Regions from separate parts of the Pan troglodytes genome. Here region 2 is linked to region 1. The links are chromatin contacts, called in public HiChIP or PLAC-seq maps. All regions are on one chromosome and are shown on one strand. Each heading gives the region's core, a stretch centred on a gene start, on an enhancer-like site or on the middle of the called end of the contact. The rest is flanking DNA. Distances are from core to core; before and after follow the strand shown.

Region 1 (4,389 bases), core at 1,561-4,060:
GAGAGAAAGATTCTTTCTTAAGGATTCTACCTGCTGGAAAGCATTATATACTGCCAGCACTTGTTCAATACAAGACTGTCTGGTTTCATCTCCATGTCCTGTTTCCCAGGCTGGAGTGCAGTGGTGGGATCATAGCTCACTGCAGAAACTCCTGGGATCAAGGGATCCTCCTGCCTTAGCCTCCCAAGTAGCTGGGAATAAAGGCACATGCCAACATGCCCGACTGTTTCTAAATTTTTTTGTACATACGGAGTCTCACTATATTGCCCAGGCTGTTCTTGAACTCCCAGGCTCAAGTGACCCCCCCCACCTCAGCCTCCCAAAGTGCTGAGATTACAGTCATGGACCAATGCACCCAGCCCTGAAACAGATATATTTCAAAGGGAGAACATCTAATGTTCAAGTTGGTATCTATAGAGCAGTTAACCGGAACTATCATTTAGGGTCTGTGGGATTCTAGGACACTAGGTATGAAACAAATATGAGGAAGGTCAGAGAACAAGCTGACTTAATGATTAATGCTGAAGGTGCTGCCAGCTTGGTTTAAGTTTTCCTCCTCCCATCCTCCCTGATGAATTTGATAAAGTTTAAAGGGGTGGTTTCACCAGGGGCTTTTTCCATTGACTGCAAGGAGGTCATCCCGCCTGGTAAATCCTCAGTAGGCCAAGCCTCTTATGTGGCGGAATGATCCAGTCCATGAGGAAATATCACCACCTGTTATGTTTTACAATTAGACCATCCAAGGGGGTCAGGGTTTCCCCAGGTAGTTTGGTGAGAGAGAGAGAGAGAGAGAGAGTGTGTGTGTGTGTGTGTGTGTGTGTGTGTGTGTGTGTTTTGAGACAGTGTCTTGCTGAAGTGCAGTAGCCTGATCATAGCTCACAGCAGCCTCAAACTTTGAGGCTCAAGTGATCCTCCTGCCTCAGCCTCCTGACTAGCTGAGACTATAGGTACACGCCACCTCTCCAGGCTAATTCTAAACAAAGATGTATGGAGTTGGGAGTGTCTCACTTCACTGCTCAGGGTGATCTCCAACTTCTGTCTTCAAGTGCTCCTCCCACTTTGGCCTCCCAAAATATTGGGATTACAGGCGTGAGCCATGGTATCCGGCCTCCCAGGCTGTTGTTGAAAGGTTTTTGCAATCTCTCAGAGTTATGCAGCAGTTTATTCCCTGACAGTGATACTCTCATCCTTTGACCCCATTTTGCAGCAGTGGTTGAGCGTTCACTTTTCTTTCCATAAGGGGGCGAGCTTGCCGGTGACTCTCTCCCCCCTCCTCATCAATGACTTCTTTGTCATCAGAGCCTTCCTCTTCATAAATTCCCACAGAATCCAAGTTTTCACGTCCCAATCGGGCTTAGTTATGATAGCCACAGGCCCACACCAGCTGCCACAGCACCCCCATCCCATGGAAACCACCCGACTCTCTTCTCCCCAAGCGTCCTGTCCCGGGAGCCCCCATCTCTGCTCTCCCGGGCTCCGGGCCCTAGATCCGCTCTGCTGTAGAGCCCAGTTCCCAGGGTAGCTCCCTCCACCTGTCCACATCCAGCTCCAGCTCTCCACCCTCTCTCCAACCAGCCAGGCCTGGAGTTGCTGCAGTGTCACTGACCAGGGGACCCTCAGCTGCCACCTCCACCGCGATCTGAAAGTCTTTTAAATGCACTTAAGTTATCTTAGAATTTTCCTCGCCCATTTTATACATAAACAGGAGGAGAGCAGGGGTTTGAGGGTGTTTGTCTCATAGAACTGATCAGTCGGGTGAGAAGTAGCTGAATAACCTGCAGGGGGCAGCAGAGCCCCAGGCCAGTGACTCCACGCTGAGGCCAGTGTGGATCCTGCAAAGGAAGAGAAATTCTCGAGAGATTCCCTGGGGTCTTCCCGGGCAGCCCGCCCTCCCCTACAAGTGGCCTCCAGCCGCTCAGATCAGCTCCAGAAGGAGTGTGGATTCCGAGAAGCTGCAGAGCCCTGGAAAGCAGAAGAGACGTGCAGACGCCTTTGTGGGGTTCTGTCCTTTATGGTGTTGTACCTCTGGAGCCTGGGACTGTCTTCTGGGCAGGGTTTGGGGTTTGACACGCATGGGGTCGCTGGAGGCAGAGTTGTTTGTATATATAAAGAGAATGTGTGAATATCAGGCTAGAGACAGAATTGTTTGGGGGCGACACCTGGATAAAGGGTTCATGAAGTTGACAGTTTATTTAGGTCAGAAGGTTAAATTAACCCCAGGTGAGAGTTTCCTGCTGGTGAAAATGAAGATCTGGAAGCAGGGAGCATTTTCACACTGTGAGGAGGGGATGGGGGTGTGTGAGCAAGGCTTGGCCATGCCTCATTCCCAATTCCGGCCCGCTCAAGGACATGTGCCTCTCCTGGTGCAGTCGTGCCTGGCCTGGTCTCGGTTCCCCTGCTGCTCTGAGGCCAGCAGATGGCTCCTATGGACACTGAGTCTGAAATTCCCTGCACACTCCTGTGACCCCGTGCAGAACGAAGGAGCGGGGAAAATCCCTTGAGTGAGGAAGACGCTAGTGTTCTCTTATATCTGTAGCAAGTCTGGCTGAAATGCAAATATCCAATAATCAGAGTACAGGAAGCACCTCGCCCTTAGAGAAGCTGTGGCTAGAATCCGTCAAGTCAGTCTGGCTCTGCCGGGCCTGATACCCAAGGCTTCCGCTGTCACTCAGAAGTGAGGGGCGGGGCCTAGCATTCCATCCAATCAGAGGTGCTGGGGCAGGGCCCTGCCCATTGTTTATCCAGGCACAGAGTGGGTCGCATTCCTGTCCTCACCTTTGTCCTTGCGCAGCCGGTGGTTGATATCCGCTGTATCCATCCCCGAGAGGGACCTGGTGCCTCTACCCGGGTGTCTATCGCTCTGTCTCCTGCGCTGTGCCCTGCTGTAGTCACAGGAGCTGTAGAGAGGACCCCAGGACATCTGAAAGCCAGGAAATGGTGCGTGTGCATGGCCGGTTGTCCCAAGACGGGGTAGAGGCTGCCTGGCACCGGCCGGAACCGGCTGCGGCGGGACCCGGGCTTCCCTGCGGGCGACTCCAGGGTCTGGGACCGAGTCCTCCTGGAGCTGCTCGGCCCTCGGTCCCCTCGGCCGCTGGATGGGGCGGGGCTGGGCTGGCAGCCGGGACCCCGGGTGTCCTGTCCTGTCCCTGCGCGGTGACTGCGGCCCCGCCCCTGAGCCCTCTCTGGGCAGTTCCGCGCCCGCAGCCCCGCGTCTCCCCAGATTGTGCGGAAGCCACGGGAGGGTCATGGGGGAAATCCCGACTCGTGTGTAGGGTTCGTGCGTGGGAGGAGCAGTGGTCTGTGGGGCCCCCAGTTCCCACTTTCTCCTGTTAAAAATGAAGCTGAAGTACATTAACAATTAAAGAGTTCATTTGAGCAAACAGCAATTCAGTAATGAGAACCACCCAGTCCTGGCTTGTGGTTTGTCAACTGAAAAAGCCAAACAATGTAAAATAAAGTTTATTCGTAGCCAAATAGGAGAGACCTTGGCAAGGGAAACACAACCCCAAGAAGCCTATAGTGAGTGGTCCCGAGGCGGCTCAAGACAATTTGGTTTTATTCATTTCAGAGAGACAGGAATTGCAGGGAAAATCATGAATTAGTGCCTGGAAGGTGTAAGTTCCATTGGCAGAAAGGGCGGGACCTGTGGAAGGGGGGTTAGAAGGCACAGGTGGTTGAGGGATTCTGTAGGTGGCCGCTGGTTGAGAGTGTGAAGCTTTGTCTAAAGTTTGGAGGAGGTAGGAAGGAATGCTGAAGGAAGGGGGTCTGTTATCTGCCACTTGATTCCATCCCAGCCAAAAAACAGTCCTGTTTCTCTAGATTTTATGAATTCCAAGGCATGACTTACCCTTACCTGGCGTGGCCTTAGGTCTTGTTTGTAATTTGGTATCTTCTTGCCACAAGGAGTCTGTTTTTCCAGTTAGATAATGTCTGTTTTTACATGAATGTGCGTCAGTTGCTGCATGTAAACTCCTAAAGGGAGAGGGTATAAGGAGACCTGTCTCACCTCCCATCCTGTCATACAGAGGCACTCAATTTTCAGGGTTTTTTGGGGGTTCCCTTAGCCAAGAGCCAGTCACTTCACTTACCTGGGAAGGTACTTTGTTTGTTTTTGTTTTTGTTTGAGACAGAGTCTCCTTCTGTCGCCCAGGCTGGAGTGCAATGGCTGGATCTCAGCTCACAGCAGCCTTTGCCTTCTGGGTTGAAGCAATTCTCCTGCCTCAGCTTCCTGAGTAGCTGGGATTACAGACATGCATCACCATGCCTGGCTAATTTTTGTATTTTTAGTAAAGATCGGGCTTCACCATGTTGGCCAGGCTGTTCTCAAACTCCTGACCTCAAGTGATCCACCTGCCAAGGCCTCCCAGAGTGCGGGGATTACAGATGTGA
Region 2 (3,958 bases), core at 988-3,487, 600 kb after region 1:
GAATACAGACATTTATCTGATTCCAATGTCAGGTGAGGTCACCCTATCCCCCAGGACATCTCCCAGCCCCACCCTGGCTCACTGAGTGCTCAGTGACCAACCTCCCTGAAGACAGTGAATTGTGCCCTGCTCAGTCTGCCCCAAGCGCATTTTAACTTTCAGGTTCTCGCACCATTTCAATGGAGTAGGTTTTCCTTCTCCTTTGAGATAGTTCACTAGACTAAAAACAATCCAGAGGTCAGGAATCATTTGTGTCTTTTCCTCTCAGTAACAGCCTAAGATTGGGTAACCATCAATGTGTCCCTAAGGAACGGAAACTGGGGTTGAGGAAGAAAAGCTGAGCGTCCCAAAGGGTAAACTTTTCAGAGGAAGGGGATACCGGGAGACTCCTCCCACCTCAGGGCATGCAGCTGCTCCCGTGAGAGGCCCCACCCCTACACCTTAAGCTGTCCTCTGGGAGGAGTGACCCAGGGGTTGATAATCACTAGATCCTCCAAGAGAAGTGGCAGCTGTGGGTATCCTGGGTCAGGCCCAGGCAGTTCTGAAAATCAGGACCAGGAAAAGATAGAGGGCCACATCACCTTGTAAAGTTTCCAAAGGGGAAGCTCCACCCAAAGACATTTTGATTAGGCGTTGGGGCTTAGGAAAGATAAAAGGAGGGGAAGCACAAAAATTTTTTACCACGGCCGGGCGCGGTGGCTCACGCCTGTAATCCCAGCACTTTGGGAGGCCGAGGCAGGCGGATCACCTGAGGTCGGGACTTCGAGACCAGCCTGGCCAACATGGAGAAACCCTGTCTCTACTAAAAATACAAAATTAGCCGGGCATGGTGGCGCATGCCTGTAATCCCAGTTACCCGGGAGGCTGAGGCAGGAGAATCGCTTGAACCCAGGAGGTGGAGGTTGCAGTGAGCTGAGATCGCGCCATTGCACTCCAGCCTGGGCAATAAGAGCGAAACTCTGTCTCAAAAAAAAAAAAAAAATTCTTTTTTTTACCGTAGAGTGTTAGGTTCTTATTTTCTGTTTCCCTCTCAGGTTACAAGTACACAAACAAGAGGCCGGGCGCGGTGGCTCACGTCTGTAATCCCAGCATTTTGGGAGGCGGAGGTGAGCGGATCACCTGAGGTCTGGAGTTTGAGACCAACCTGGGCAACATGGAGAAACCCAGTCTCTACCAAAAGTACAAAAAGTAGCCGGTCGTGGTGGCGCATGCCTGTAATCCCAGTTACTCGGGAGGCTGAGGCAGGAGAATTGCTTGAACCTGGAAGGCGAAGGTTGCAGTGAGCTGAGATCTTCCCACTGCACTCCAGCCTGGGCGACAGAGCGAAACTCTGTCTGAAAAGAAAAAAAAAACAACAAACAGAAAACAAATCCTTTCAAAAGAGTATGGTGAAAGAAACTATAAACAACTAAAATACTGTGTCTTAAATGTCAAACAAAAAACAGCTGATAATGTTGATTTGGCGAGGGGAGGTCACCTTTGGGAATGCGGGGAAGGAACCGGAAATTTAGGCATTTATTCCCAGCCCCAGAAAAAGCTAGGCTAAAAAAAAACGGGAGTCGTAGGTTTGAGATTCTTTTTCCAGTACGTTTGGAAGACTCGGAGGAAGACCATTCCCCCGGAAAAAAAGAGGATGTACTGGGAAGGCCACAGCCCACAGCTCTTCCCATGCACGAACCGCACACCCGAGACGGGATTCCGCCTTATGACCCTCCCGTGTCCCAGCACAAACAATCCGGAGAGAGGCGGGGCTGCGGGCGCGGAGCTGCCCAGAGAGGGCTCCGAGGCCGGGGCCGCAGTCGCCGCGCAGGGACGGGACAGGACGCCCGAGGTACTGGCTACGGCCCAACCCACCCTGCGGCCGAGGGGACAGAGGGCCGAGCTGCGCCAGGGAACTCGGGTCCCAGACCCTGGAGTCGCTGCAGGGAGGCCAGGGTGCTTCCACAGCCGGTTCCGGCCGGTTCCCACAAGCCCCTCCCCCAGTCTCCAGGCGCCCGGCCCCGCACACGCACCATTTCCTGGCTTCCAGGGTGTCCCAGGGTCCTGCCTACGGCTCTCTCCGGCCTGTGCAGGTCCCAGCGAGCCAGACGCTGCGGTGGAGCCACCGGGGCCACTGGAGAAGCGGAGACCGGAACCCAAACGCAGTGGACACGAAACAGGAAGACCCCGCGGAGTTGTTGAACGTTGCCCCCCGTCCCCCTTGCAGAGTTCCTGATTGGATGGTTTGCAGGTCCCCGCCCTAGTGCCCCTGATTGGGTGATGATTCAAGTCCTGCCCCCTTGGTACTGAGTGACAGGAGAAGCAATGCGGTATGTGGCTGAGTAAAGACAGATTGACAGGGTCTTGGCCACTGCCCTTCGCGGGCTGGGCTTCCTCCCTCTGTAACCTTCTGTGCCGGGGAGGTTATTTGCATTTAAGCAGAAAGTGTTTCAGGCTCTGCAGAGGTGACACTGGCGTGTTTCTGCACTCAGGGTGCCCTTCCTGCCTTTTCCTCCCGGACACAGAGTCACAAGTGTGCATAGGGAATGACAGACTCGGCGTCCAGTGGAGCCATCCCCTGGCCTCGGAGTAGGAGGCGCGCCCAGGCCAGGCCAGACCACAGTGTAACAGGAGGGAGGAGGGCTTGCTTCTTTCAGGCAAGAAAATTAAAACGGACAAAGAAATAAAAGTATTAAATGTATAGGAAAAACTGGAGTTTTTGTGACAGCGATCATCTATAAAGAAACCAAGAGAAGTAAGCAAACATTTGAACTAGCTCAGACAAGCAGCCTGCTTCACCCGCAGTTCACAAGGAAAACCCACAATCATAACGTTAAAAATATTCCCAAGCGCCGGGCGCGGTGGCTCACGCCTGTAATCCCAGCACTTTGGAAGGCCAAGGTGAGAAAATTGCTTAAGGTCAGGAGTTCAAGACCAGCCTAACCAGCATGGTGAAACCCCATCTGTACTAAAAATACAAAAATTAGCCAGGCGTGGTGGCAGGTGCCTGTAATCCCAGCAACTCGGGAAGCTGAGGTACGAGAATCGCTTGAACCCGGGAGGGGGAGGTTGCAGTGAGCCGAGATAGCGCCATTGCACTCCAGCCTGGGCGACAGAGCGAGACTAAAAAATGAAATATGAAATGAAATGAAATAATGAAATGAAGAAATGAAATATAAAATAAAATAATCCCAAGCTTGGGACCCAGACTCTAACTGCTGAAATGGAACCCCAGTGTGGATCAGAACCTGGTGATGAGACAGGGACACTTAAGAATTCAACTTTGGGAGCTCAAGGTGCCCTCCAGTCCTCTCCTCACAGTGTGGAAACACTCTTTCCTTCAAAACCTTCATTTGTACCAGCAGGAAACTCTCACCCGAAGTCAATGTAAAGTCATGACCTAAATAAACTGTCATGTTCCCAAACCTTTTCTCCAGGGGACAATGCAAACAAGTTTTTCACTGAGCCTGACCTTCACAGATTTTCTTCATGTATACAAATTACAGCCTGACCTCAGCGACCCCATGAATGCTAAAACCAAAACACTGTCCAGGAAATGGCCCCAGGCGCCAAAGGTACAACCTCAGAAAAGACAGAACCCTCCACCCCCAACCCAACCACATCTGCACTTGGATCTCCTGCTTTTCACAGCTCTGCAGCTTCTCAGAATCCACATTCCTGGCCAGGCACGGTGGCTCACACCAGCACTTTGAGAGGCCCAGGTGGGCGGATCACCTGAGGTCAGGAGTTCAAGACCAGACTGGCCAAATGGTGAAACCTCGTCTATAGTAAAAATACAAAAATTAGGCGGGTGTGGTGGCGCATGCCTGTAATCCCAGCCACTCGGGAGGCTGAGGCAGGAGAACCGCTTGAACCCGGGAGGCAGAGGTTGCAGTAAGCCCAGACTGCGCCACTGCACTCCAGCCTGGGTGCCAAAACAGTGAGACTCTGTCTCAAAAAAATAATAAAAGTAAAAAAT

The links. HiChIP or PLAC-seq counts read pairs in DNA pulled down with a chosen protein or histone mark.
Region 2: an H3K4me3 HiChIP or PLAC-seq map of stem cell-derived excitatory neurons shows a contact between it and region 1, with 7 times the contacts expected there. The contact joins the promoter of ZNF564 here to the promoter of LOC468730 in region 1. A contact is called at or near these places in 1 of 7 Hi-C or Micro-C datasets (stem cell-derived neural progenitor cells) and 1 of 1 datasets of contacts at active chromatin or transcription factors (stem cell-derived excitatory neurons).

The regions. Positions count from the first base shown.
Region 1 is chr20:14,649,481-14,653,869 of NHGRI_mPanTro3-v2.0_pri, forward strand. LOC468730 (zinc finger protein 763-like) reads left to right here and starts at 2,811. Exons shown (of 5, transcript XM_016935132.4): 1 at 2,811-2,937. The coding sequence starts at 2,935.
Region 2 is chr20:15,245,445-15,249,402 of NHGRI_mPanTro3-v2.0_pri, forward strand. It overlaps ZNF564 (zinc finger protein 564), which reads right to left and starts at 2,238. Exons shown (of 4, transcript XM_512406.7): 1 at 2,013-2,238. The coding sequence starts at 2,015.